Linked DNA regions of Mus musculus: region 1 is linked to region 2. Evidence: chromatin contacts called from public Hi-C data. All regions are on one chromosome and are shown on one strand. Each heading gives the region's core, a stretch centred on a gene start, on an enhancer-like site or on the middle of the called end of the contact. The rest is flanking DNA. Distances are from core to core; before and after follow the strand shown.

Evidence for each region. Hi-C and Micro-C count contacts between places; a contact is called where the count stands out from the background.
Region 1: a Hi-C map of double positive thymocytes shows a contact between it and region 2, with 4 times the contacts expected there. The contact joins two enhancer-like sites. A contact is called at or near these places in 1 of 15 datasets of contacts at CTCF or cohesin (large pre-B cells), 25 of 484 Hi-C or Micro-C datasets (Sertoli cells, adipose-derived mesenchymal stem cells, cardiomyocytes and 13 more) and 3 of 115 datasets of contacts at active chromatin or transcription factors (acute myeloid leukemia, bone marrow-derived dendritic cells and large pre-B cells).

Annotation. Positions count from the first base shown.
Region 1 is chr13:17,431,059-17,437,380 of GRCm38.p6, reverse strand. All of the region lies in intron 9 of Sugct (succinyl-CoA glutarate-CoA transferase), which reads left to right. Among named protein-coding and RNA genes, the nearest start is that of Gm24873, 6.6 kb to the left of the region's middle. Within about 2 kb of position 4,705, at least 11 of the 459 cell types and tissues checked have an H3K27ac peak or open chromatin away from gene starts, as enhancers often do. A contact at or near this core is called in double positive thymocytes, where this site is marked.
Region 2 is chr13:17,027,456-17,033,736 of GRCm38.p6, reverse strand. The region is part of intron 12 of Sugct (succinyl-CoA glutarate-CoA transferase); the gene reads left to right. Among named protein-coding and RNA genes, the nearest start is that of Gm25020, 180 kb to the left of the region's middle. Within about 2 kb of position 2,801, at least 11 of the 459 cell types and tissues checked have an H3K27ac peak or open chromatin away from gene starts, as enhancers often do. A contact at or near this core is called in double positive thymocytes, where this site is marked.

The DNA.
Region 1 (6,322 bases), core at 3,456-5,955, 400 kb before region 2:
CATTTAACATACACTCAAACAAATACAAGTATAAATAAGAATCCTTTAAAAGATGGGCGAAATACAAGCTATGTTAGATACATATTCTTTTCTAATAATTATCTGTTAAAATATTATATTATTAGAAATACAGGCAAAAGAAAATGCACATCAATAGGCAATAAATTAAAAAGAAATTAATTGATGAAAGTATTGAAACTTTTATGTCAATATTGTTACTGATAAGATGGTATTAAAATAGGATAAACTTCTAGTCTTCCATTACAGTCATTCAGCATCCAAAAGTTTTGAAAAATGTAATGACGTATGTCATTGATATCCTGTAAATTATCTGATGATCACCAAGTCCACACTTCTGTTAATTTACTTCTTTGTATTGGTAATTTTTCTTCCAAATGTTTTCTCAATGGTGTAAGCAAAAATTCATTTCACTTCTTTATTTGATGTAACCCCTCCCACATAAATTCTAACATACAGCCTGTTCTGGTCTGAATGAGTTACACCTCCCATAGACTCATGTGTTTGAAACCTTGGTCCTCTGTTTGTGACACTGTTTGCGGAGACTAAGGAACCTTCAGACAATGAATGCTTGATGGAGGAGGTACGCCACTGGGAATGGGCTTTGGTGGTTTAGAGCCTTGAATGCTTCCTGCTTTCACTTTGCTTGCTCTGAGCACATGAAGCATGGACAGCTAATTTCTTGTCCCTGCTGCTGTTCCCTGCTGCTGTGGCTAAGATGGAAATGTAAGCTGAAATAAAACTTTTTTTTTTACTTAAAAAAGTAAATATGAGTTACTGGGTTATAGCAAAAACATTAGATTGGTTTTCTTTTTCTTTTATTTTGGTTTTTGTAATGTTGATAGTTGACTCCAGGACCTCATTGGGTTGTGGAGTGTGTGCTATACCACTTAGTTATAACCCTGGCACTCACACTGCATTTCAGAAAATTCTGCAAAATTTTAAATTAATTAACAGTGACAATTTAAAACTTAAAGTTCATTTTCTGGTAAATTGAAGTGCTAATTTTGTGATCTCTTCCCCTTCTCCCTAAGGTTGGACCAGGTATCATGTGTGTACTTCAAAGCTTCTGAATGCCTCAATTCTCTTAAATTTGAGAATCTTGTTAAAACAAAATGAAGCCTTCTTTGAAGGCCCTGCTTACTTTGAAATAAACTGGCATAGACTTTGCCACAATTCTAAGAAAATAGGTCATTGGGCAGTCCAAGAGGCAGATAAAATTAGGGAGTATTGCCAGCTACTGGCATAGTAGCTGCCAATCTACTTCTCCTGGAAGATACTTAGCTTTCTTTAATTTGAAACAAAATTTCTGAACTTCAGATAATGCTCAAGGACAGTGCATTGTGATGCTTAAAAACTATTTTGATTTTTGAAAATCACAATGGCCTTCAATTAACAGTTGCAGAATTTTAAACATGCTTTATTGCTGGGCAAAGCAGTAAAAGGCACAAGGAGAGGCAATAGATTGGAAAACATTGGAAGGTGTTTTAGAATTTCATCTGCTTCTCTCCCATTCTCAAGACACATGAAGAATTGATATGATTGTATATTTCTTATGCTAACAAATATGCTAACGATTATAAAAAAGGAAGCAAATGTCATTTTGAATAAGAAAGATGTTAAATAGCCATTACAATCAGTAACAAGTTAGTAAGAGGCATTACAACTAAGAGGTGATGTTAATGAGCGATTACTATGCTCCAGTTATTAAATGCTTCATACATATTAATTTAGTCACACAACAGTCATTTAAATAATCATGATATTTATATTAATACTTATATTACAGTATATTTCTCACTTTCCACCAAAGAAACAGAGGAAATGAGAGTTTAGGTAACTTGGTCACAGTCACAATTATGTTATAACTAGGCCTTTAACTTGGGCAGGAGGACCTGGGTCTATGACAGGACCTGGCAGATGATTTTCTGTTTTAATGTCACCTTTGAGAAAGAACTATGTGGCATTTTTCTCTTCATAATTCCCCCCTCAAGGCTGCCAAGAGCAGTTGAAGAGGCGTAAACATTTCAGTTGTTTATTCATTACAGGGATCCTTAATTATGACTTAAAAGCAAATTTCCTTCAGGAAGTCAGATTTTACATCTTCAGAATAAATCTTTTGATTGCATATGTTATAATTGTATTAGAATAGTAATTAGGTCAGTTCGTAGGGAAACAGTTCTCTCTCTCCCCCCATCATTTTAATGAAAATGCAATCTTTTAGCAATGCATGAGATTGGGTGGTTTCAGCTATTGTGAGACTCATGGCTTCTGGTTTTCAAATGGTATTTCCATAAGGTTGTAGGCTGGGGCAGGAGTCGGAGACAGAAGATCTATTTGGGACATGAGAGGATAAGCTTGAAAGAAAACAAGTAGACACATTTCCAAAAATTCCAACTTCATATCAAAGGAAGAAGTTCTCCTTTTTCTGCATTTGTTAGATTGAAATAGAGGTTCTACTGCTTGTAAAACGTATTTGTTCCAGGTTAATAATTTTGTAATAAGACAGGACTGGAAAGTGGTTTTCATGCATGTTTGTATGTTTTAGAGATTACAGAATGGTCTCCTTCTTTGTTGGAAATTGGTTGTAGGCCATAGGCTGGTAGAACTAGAAACTAAGTCTACTCTAGAGCAGAGGGAGACTTTGGTAAGAGGAGTCATGTATGGCCTGCAGGGCTCCTCTGGGGAGGAGAGATTAATTTACTGTTAAGAGACTAGGCTGTGGTGTCTGTGACCCCTCGGGCTCTTTCACAAGAGTCTCTGAGCTCTGCCTGATCTTTGGCTGTGGGTCTCTGCATCTGTTTTTCTCTGCCACTGGATGAAGCCTCCTAGGAAACAATTATGCTAGGCTCCTGCATGCAAGCTTAGTAGAGTATCATTAAAAGTGTCAGAAGTTGGCTCTCTCCTATGGAATGTGTCTCAAGTTGGACCAGTCATTAGTTGGCCATTCCCTCAATCTCTGCTTCATTTTTATCCCTGTGCATCTTGTAGGCAGGACAAATTTTGGGCTTGGCTACAGGAGGTGGCCACTTCACTCTCCATTGCCCCAGCTTCTAGGAGTCTCAGATAGGGTCAACCCCATAGACTTCTGGAAGCCTCCTCCATTCCACATCTCCCACTAGTCCCAGAGATGCCCCACACAGATTTCTGTTCTCTCTCTCAGCCTTCTCCCACACCCCTCCGCACAGCTGATCCCCATTCCCATTCCCTGTCTCACTCCTTCTTCTACCCAGGTCCCTCTCTCCATCTGCCTCTGATATCTATTTTATTTCCCTTTCTGAGTGAGATTCAAGCTTCCTACCTTGGGCACTCCTTATTACTTAGTTTATTTTGGGTCTGTAGATTGTATCATGGTTATCCTGTACTTTATGGCTAATGTCCATTTATAAGTGAATACATACCATGTGTGCATTTCTGGGTTTGGGTTACCTCACTGAGAATGATATTTTCTACTTCCATCTATTTGCCTTCAAATTTCATGATGTTGTTGTTTTTAATAGTATTCCATTGTGTATATGTACCACATTTTCTTTATCCATTCTTCAGTTGAAGGACATCTAAGTTGGTTCCAGTTTCTGGCTATTACCACAAAAAGGTCTACACAGTTAATTAACCTGGGCCCATGATAGCTCACAGAGACTGAACCACCAACTAAAGATCATGCAGTGGCTCCACTTAGGACTCTCACAATTTCTAGCAGATGTGTGGGTGCCCTAACAACTGGAACAGGGGCAGTCTTTAATTCTGTTGCCCTCCAGTGGATCTCTTTCCTCTAGCTGAATTGCCTGCACAGGCTTCAGTTGGAGAGGATATTAGTCCTGCTGGGACTGATGTCCTGGGTCAGGGTAGTACCTAAGGGGGCTTCCCCTTCTCTGAGTAGAATGTGATGGAGCAATAGGAGGAGGAATTTGTGAGGGTAGCACAGGGGCCTGCAATAGGGATGTAAAGTGAATAAATGACAACATCATTTTGCTAACTTCAAAATAACAAAAAAAATACTAGACTGATAATTCTGTGTAGAGGTCAAGGTTCTTTAGAATAAGTCACACAGTTCTGGATTTGGGCAGCAGTTGGAGTTTCTGTAGTTATGCTTCTTAGAAGTTCTTAGAAATAAACCCAGAAAAATGTATTAAAATTCTGAATAGGTTTGTTACCTTACCATGGTGGATCCCTATTCAAAAACGAATTAACTTGAGTAGTGGGAGAAAAATTGAGCTCTGAAACAAGTAAAAATTAATACTAAAATTCAGTTAGGGTCTAGCTGTATATATAGTTCAGTGGCAGAATGTTTCTTTCTACGTTCATGGACTCTAGTTCCATCCCCAGTATTGCAAACCAAAAGTCTACAAGGGGTGTTTGCAATGAAAGGGAATATATATTGTATTCAGTGCTGAAGTGAATATGTATTGGAGACCTGAGCAGACAGGGAACAGCATTTATGCTGCTGAGCGGGGCTATGAAGTCGGAACACTGACAGAGTCAAGGGTCCCTTTGACCCACTTGTCTTCTGAGGGTAGGAACAGATGTGAGCTCTCTTGGGACATGGCTCCAATGAGAGGTCTAGGAATGGCAGCAGGGGTATCATCTGCGTGTTTGTTAGATGTGACAGGCTCTGGTTCACTCTTCCAGCAGAGATTCACTCTCACATTAGGCTTTGGGAATCCTTGCTCTAATTTGAATCCCCCCTTAGTCATTTCAGGAAGAGTCCACTAGATGTCACTCTTGTAACCTGGTAACGGGATTGTAAATTTCAGTTGGGCCTTGCAAGAATTTCCGACCAAGATCTTATTATTAGATGATTTCCACCCCCCTCCCCCTCAGGGCTACTGATATACACACTGATTATTTAAGGTAAAATTACCTTTCTTCTTTGGTTCAAAGTATTCATAGGGATTCCTGGAAACGATTTTCATTTTGTTGAATTACCACTGCTGTTCACTGTCTTCCCCCACCCCACTTTTTGCAGGAGTTGGTCTGTCATTATATAACCTTAGCATGGGGTATGCTGCTAATTCTTTGAGCTGAGAGAGTACTACTCTGGGCTGCACACACTAACATACAGGCTTGATCTCTGTGGAAATTGTTGAGACTAGAAAGGAATGAAGGCTGGACTGTGGAAATAGCATCAACCTGGGATGTGCTTGCTGGAGGAAGTGCCAGCCTTTCTGCGATCTTGGAATGTCTCTAGGGTAGTTTTATAAAGAAGACTATGTCTTCCCAGGAAAAAAAGTTTAACTATAATCTTGTAGGGAGTTAGTTTCAACCATGGAATGAATGTAAGCACATTTGCAGGTACAGTAACATCCTGAGGGAGATTTTATATTTTGAGAGATGTATCAGGTGCTTATGAAAGGACCTGTTAACAGCTGGTTAGGTCTGCATGTTAGAAAAGACAGTTGGACAGATTAAAGACCATGCTTTAGAAAAGCCCAGCCTGAGAAAGCTAGTTTCTTGAAATAAAACAACTACTTGCGCAGTTCTTCCTTAGTCTGATGTGGGTTTTCATCTGTTGCAACAAATGTAGCGGAAAAAGGAATAAAGTAACAGGTGTGTGTATATCTGACTGTGTTTCCTGAGCCTGTGTATTTCCTTTTATGGAGGGAGGGGCGCCTGATTTGTAACATGCATCGCTAAATGAATGAAAATGTTTACTCTAATTAATTTCAGCAAAGAAAAATGCCTATCCACCGGAAAGCAATATAGCTTTAGCTTAAATGCGATCGTCGTTTGTTGGGAAGGCAGTTGGGATGTTTCCTTCAAACTTTAAGATTCCTTCCTAGGTTGTTTATTAGGACTTGATCAATGGGAAAGGAATTAATTTTACAATATTTTTCCTAAAATAATTTTTTATGTTTTCAAAGCAGTACTTAAGTTGCAGAAAACATCCCTAAAATGGTTGTTTCCAATTGTAGCCACCATGAGAACTTTTACTCCTGTGAAGATATGGTTTTAGTTGACCATCCTCTTTCCAGTTGAATATTGCCCATCATTTCCTTTTGATTGTTACTCCTGAGGCACACAGCCGCCAAGGATAGCATCATATGAGGACGTGCTGTTTGGCTTGTAGCAGGGGCTTGGGAATTAAGTCCTTTGAAGCACTGATTCATTCTGCAGAAGATCTTCATTTATTTAATAGTTGAAAATACTGTCTGCCTCAGGGTTGTGGTGATGAATTGGCACATCAGTGTGTTGAATGTCTGTAGCATAGTGTCTGGTGTCTACTGTGTGTTTAGTATAAATACTATGTACCAAGGTACTTAACGGTACCTTTTAAAGTCATTTCTGTACCTACCCCAGCCACAGA
Region 2 (6,281 bases), core at 1,552-4,051:
ATCCCTTCCCAAAGAATTGACTTCCTTTTTAAGAATTGCTTGTATGATTAGAAATCATAATAGAACTCCGTGCCTTCCACATTTAAAAATATTCTGACAATATGATTTTAGCAACAAATAGGAAATTCTCTTAGAAACAAAGAAAAAACCTTGATGATCTACTCAATGACCTGACACTTATTGACTTAATTCATACTCTGAAGACAGTGATATGATCATTAGTTCGTTGGTTGGCTTCAAATAACAAAAATGTAGACTCAGCCTTGCTTGTCAGCCCTCTAAAGTACTGCACAAAGTAATAGGAGATGCTTCATAAAACTGTCCTGTGCTAATATCAGTATCAGACACCAGTACTGACCTCTTGCTAGGTACTCAGTTTCAATGAGGTTCATTAGATTTCTTTGGATGCCTGAGACTCATTGCTTAATAAATCTTCCATTGCCGTTCAGGTTGTGATATGAGAAAAAGGATCAGTGAGTCCTATGGAGTGCATAGTGTATGCACAGTCTTTAGGTCCATTCAGAACTTTCATGGGTTAAAGTGATGCATGAGCTAATCAGTTTACCTTCTGGAAACTGTTAGTCTCCATCATACCCGCCAATATTTGTGAATTCTTTTCTACCAAAGAGTAATCATCCCCTCCCATTATTGCTCTTAAAAGAGCACTGTATTCATCTGTCAGTAAAATTCATAATAATATCTTAGTCTGGGTCCCTAAAAGCAAAACTGAGAAAAAAATTATGAGTGCACAAATTTAATGAGGGAGTAGCCATTATTGAAACAATTGTAAGAAAGTAAGCAGGTCCATGTGGGAAAAAGAATAAATGAAGTATGGTCTTCAGTGGGGTCCAGGGCTCCAGAGAAGGCTTAGTGAGTAAAGGTTCTAGCAGAAAAAAAAAGACAACCAGATTTGGATACCCCAAACACCTGTAAAATTCATCACCATGCACAGCTACAATCCCAGCACTTTTGTGACAAGATACGAGATAGAAGCAAGAGAATTGACACTGCCTGAAGCTTGTGAATGACTCCGTTTGGAGTATGCAGCAAACGTAGGAGTGAGGGCGAGCTCCAGAAAAGTTGTCCTCTGACCTCTGTATGTGCATGCATATGCATGGAATCAATAAATATTCAATGGAGTCTAAGTCTTGCACTGATCCATGGGAATCAGGCCAGGGGTGTCCTGTTCTTCAAGAGAACTAACCTTAAGGTCTCTACTGCCAATCATTGTCTGCCTCAAGAATGAGAGGTGTTTTGTGGGTGACTTTATGAGCATCTCTTCTCATTCTTTTAGTCCAGGGCAGAGTAAGGCTATCATCCCTCAATTCTTCTAGAGAAGAGGCACGTATGGTGGCCTATGTGACAGTACTATCAAGAGGTCCCAGTACTGACTGCTTACAGATTACAACAGTTGTTATCCAACTTGAGTGTGTGAATCACTCAGAGATAACTCCAAATACATATAATTTCTAGGCCTTACTCCCAGAGCTAACAGGTTATTTTAACAAGTTTCAGGCATTATTAATGCAAGTCAAACACTGGGGAACTACCTTGAGAGTGACTCAATTATAGCTGGAGGCTATTTGAAGACAGTCTACAACAAGAAACAAATGGTACTCTGACAGGCTCAAGACATCATACAGGCCTTACCTGAGAAGGGGGCAGGACATATGAGCCCCACACTACACTGAGCAAAGTTTCTGGGAAACAATTCTTGGATGTTCTTCCTTTCTTCAGAGTTCTACTCTTCACTGAGAGAGCCACAGATCTTCACAGGACATCAAACATTCCTCATGTTAGTCCCCATTACCCTCCCACGCAGAAAGGCAGAATGCTGAGCAAAGATGTATTTCCACATATGTGACCTTGAATTTTCCTTTCTTTAAAAAGGAAAAAAAAGATTATGGATTTCTTTTCCTCAGGTATGAGGAGGAAATTATTTGTGATCCACGTAATCATTTATAGAAATGGTAGAGATGTGGCACTTACAGCCCTTGTTTTATATGATGGTAAGACTCTGAGGTATAGATGGCTTTCATTTTTAACCAAGACCTTATCTGAAAATCCAGGGTTTCAGTCTATCTCCTCCTACACTCCCACTCCTAAAGATTTTGATAAAAAGGGGTGGCTTTAATGCTTAGGATTTGTGGGGAGGTATAGATTTTGAAAATCATGCCTAAAGGAAAAACAAGAGAAAAAGTTTCTAATTACTCAAAACCAACCCAGAAGAGAAGACATAAAGCAGATGCTGAACCTAGATGATTTGAGTGGAGGAGCCATTATTGATAATGGCAGGCTTACTGAAAGACCAGCCCCAGGACTCACCAGAGTTTTGATTATTTGATTTTTCTCCTCCAGGGAACTTAATTGAACAAAGTCTCCCTCAGGAAGTTTTATTCAAAAAGATGCCATCTAAAATAAACTGAAGTTTCATGTGCAGCTTCTCTGTGGTTAATTTGGATTGTAGCCTCATGGTGTTCTAAGAGGGAGTGTTGCCAACAGAATGAGACAAGGAAGGAGAAAGAAGTGTGGGGTGCTTGACTGGGAGGCTTGGTGGCCACTTAGGGGTTCTCATCCTGCTTACTGAGGTCAGTGAAGTGTGTAAATTGGAGAATATCAGTCCCAGATTCACTCCAGGGCTAGGCAGGGAGCACCAGTAAACCAAGGCTAAGAAGCAGAAAAACTTCTCTGGTGTAGTAAAGCTCTTTACTGAGGAAAGGCTCAGACTTACTTACTTACTCAGACTGAAGTTCAAAGACAGGCTGGAGATAATGATCTCTGTTGTGATAGTTTGTCACAGAGATAGTATTTTTTGCAAACTTTGTCTAAAGCATGGCCACCCCCACCCCTGCTTCCTGTTGCATTCCCCACCAGCGTGCACTCCCATCCTGTCATTGCTGTGCATGGTGTTTGGCTCCTCCAAAGAACATTTTCACAAATTCCTGGAACCAGTCATTTGGATTAATACTGTTGTGTGAAAATTCTTTTTAAAAGAACTTTTATTAAATTTGTTTTTCATAATTTTATACGTATACATTGTTTTCTGTTTCTTTTCCATGAATCCTTATGTCTCTCCAGCCTAGGCAAGCCCATCCCTAACTTTTTACATGTCCCCTTCCCACATTCATGATTTTGTTTGTTTGGTTTGTTGTTGTTGTTGTTGTATGAGTGTGTTTTATTGATAGTAACAGAGTCCACAGTGTTTTGGACTTGTCCATTGTAGTCTTGTGGACTCATCAGTGGGTATGCACTTGAAGACAACGACTACTTCTTCCACCAAATAAAAGAAAAAAATCGTCAAATCGTCAAGCACAGAGGAGTAGGACCCCTGTTTTTCCTGTCTTGATCCATGTTCACCATTCACAGGCCCAGTGTAGATGGTAGCAGTTACTATGCAGTTAGGACTGTACTGTTTTTTTCATGCCCAGGACACAGTGTTTTGATGCCATTTTTCCCATGTTACATATCCTTACCACCCACTCTCCAGTGTTCTGCGAGTCTGAGAGGGAGTTGTATAAATGTCCTGTTTAAGGCTGACTACTCAATTGCTCCTTATGCTCTGTACCATGACCAGCTATGCAGCGTTACACTCACTCACATTCATTACAAAGAGAAGCTTTTCTGATTAAATTGGAGAGTAGCTTTTGTCTATGGGGTGTAAACATGGGGGAAGGGAGAAGGATTCCATGTCAATTTAATTAAACAGAGAAGGAAGTCTTTACTTGGGGCCTATCTTCTCCTCAACCAGGCCATAGTTTTTATTGGATTTACAATACCAAACAGGAATTTCTTCTTGTGGAGTGAGCCTTATTCCAAGCAGTGATCAGTTGGTTACTTCCTTAACAGTCATGCCACTATTGTACTAATAGATATATTTTACCAGTAGGTTGGTAGTATGAAGAATTTACAACTTGAAAGTATGATTAAACTTTTTCTCTATGTCCAAAATCATTAGAGTTTTACAAGCCTTTTAAACAAAGTATCCAAAGTCATAAAGGTTCCTTGGAGTAGCCTACACATTTCTGTTTTCTGAGAAAGAAAAAGCACTAAGGCAGAAGACTTTATGTTTCAGTTCTTAGTCACTTCAGTAATTAAGGATTGTCTTCAACACAGAGAAACCAAGGTCTGTTGACTGAGCAAGCAGCTCAATTTTGAAAGCACTGGAAACTAGCTTTGACTTTGTTGGATTTAGTACATGGAACTACCACTTGTTGATAATATATGATTGCTAGACACTCATCAGTTTTAGAATATACTATTTGTTAAAGGAACAACACCAACACCAATGAAGAAGCTCATAGGAATGGTATGCTTAAAAAGTAACCTATCTTCACTTAGCTACAAGTGATTTCTTTAAAGGACTGATGTATCTCCCCACTTTTCTAGCAAAATAAAGTATATTGCAGCTCATCATAGCAACCTCAGTGCCCAGCTCACACTGTGTATGACACATATGCTGACTTAATTTTTTAATTTGTTGTTGGGTGCTTCTCAAACCTCGCAGAGTATCAGGTAGCATGGGATGAGCACTACTCATCATCCCTGTAGAGAAAAGCAGAGTTTACTGTAGTATAAAACCTAGCTCGAAAGTAAACTCCTACTTGTCAGAAATGCTGCACATATAACATGAGAGAACATTGGTTTCTTTTCTTAAATTTATTAGAGCTACCAACTTTAGATTAGTCTTAGAGAAAACATTTCAACATTCAGCCTTTGAAGGAATCTCAGTAAAGCAGGGATTCTCTTCCCTGGGGTGGCAGCTCTCTAACCCAGAATGAGTGTCCTTGGCACACATATGCAGGGTTTACATTTCCCTAGAGCTGATTTAGAAAGCTGAATTCAGAAAATGCTGACAGAGTTGTCTTCACAAATCCTTTGTGTTAATGTTGGGTTCCAGCAGGTGGTGCTGTTGGGAGACAGTGGATGCTGTAGAAGAAAGTCTGTGGAAGGAAGCTGGGTTGTTTGGTAGTGTGCCCTAGAAGGGAACATTGGGAACTTGGCTCCTCCTCTTCCTTTCTGTTTCACCTCGCCACCACCGTGATGTTGGCAGATTTATTGCAACCACTTCCTCTGTGATGGTCTTCCTTGTCATAGGCTGAAAAGCAAACGGCTGGTAGATTATGGGTTGAATCCATTGCAATTTGTGAGCCAAAGTAAATTCGTATAAAATGTAATTCAGATATCAACTGCAATTAAATGACAAAACTCTATGAGTTTGTTTTATAATTAGAATGTCTATTTTCCCTCAGCAAGGGCCAATTTTAAGTGCAAAAGTCTACAATTGGAGGCTAGTTGGGGAAGTAGGGCATTGTTAGTTCTTTCCCACTTCCTTACCTGTTCACCACAACTTATCACCCTAGTTACTCACTAGGAGAGGAACATGAGCAGGCAGAGTAGACGGGAAGGGCAAGGAGAGCCCTACTTGGTGACACTAAGGGACTGGCTGAGGACTCTAGCTGCCTGTGGTGTTGCTGGCATTCGTCTCACTGTGCTTCCACAGATCGCTTGCAGTCTTGGTTCAGGCAACAGCTGTCCTTTACCTGGAACATTAGCATTTACTCAGACCTAAATGCTCTAAGTGTGCTAGCATACTATGCCATACAATGCCATATTTACCTCACTGTACCATATCTACCATACCGTACCTACTCCCTTTCATATCTACCCTACCCAACTGTACTATACCACACCTACCATACCATACTTATCTACTTATCATGACATACCATACTATGCCATGCCATATCAGACCAGACCAGACCAGACTTACCATCTTAGCCACTCTCCTTAAGTCTCAGTTATAAAGCTGGATGACAGAAACATTTTTCCCCACCTCCATGGCCAAGGGTACTATTCTGTATAAATGCCACCACATTCTGACTTCATACCCATGAAGTAGCTGTTAAGGATCTCAAATTTGATTTCCACCTCTGCCCTGGAAAAATTACAAAAGTTGTCTGAAAACACAGCCACTTCATGTTTAACTTCTGGCCCTTAAACTGAATTGAGACAAAAGTAATCCTACTTCAATGTCTTATAGCTCATGAAAGTCCTGCTCGTCACAAAGCATCTACCAATGTCCAATTTGAATATTCCTCTGGGAAGTGCCAGCTGTATATAAAATTGCTTCAGTTATTTTATTTGCTGGTTTCACCATCACTAACTATATCATTGTGCTTTTCTTCATACTCTCTTCCCTTTTGGAGAGAAGTCATTTGACCACATTATGAGACATCATGTGTGATGCATTTCCCATTTGCCATATAGAAAGCTAAAGTTAT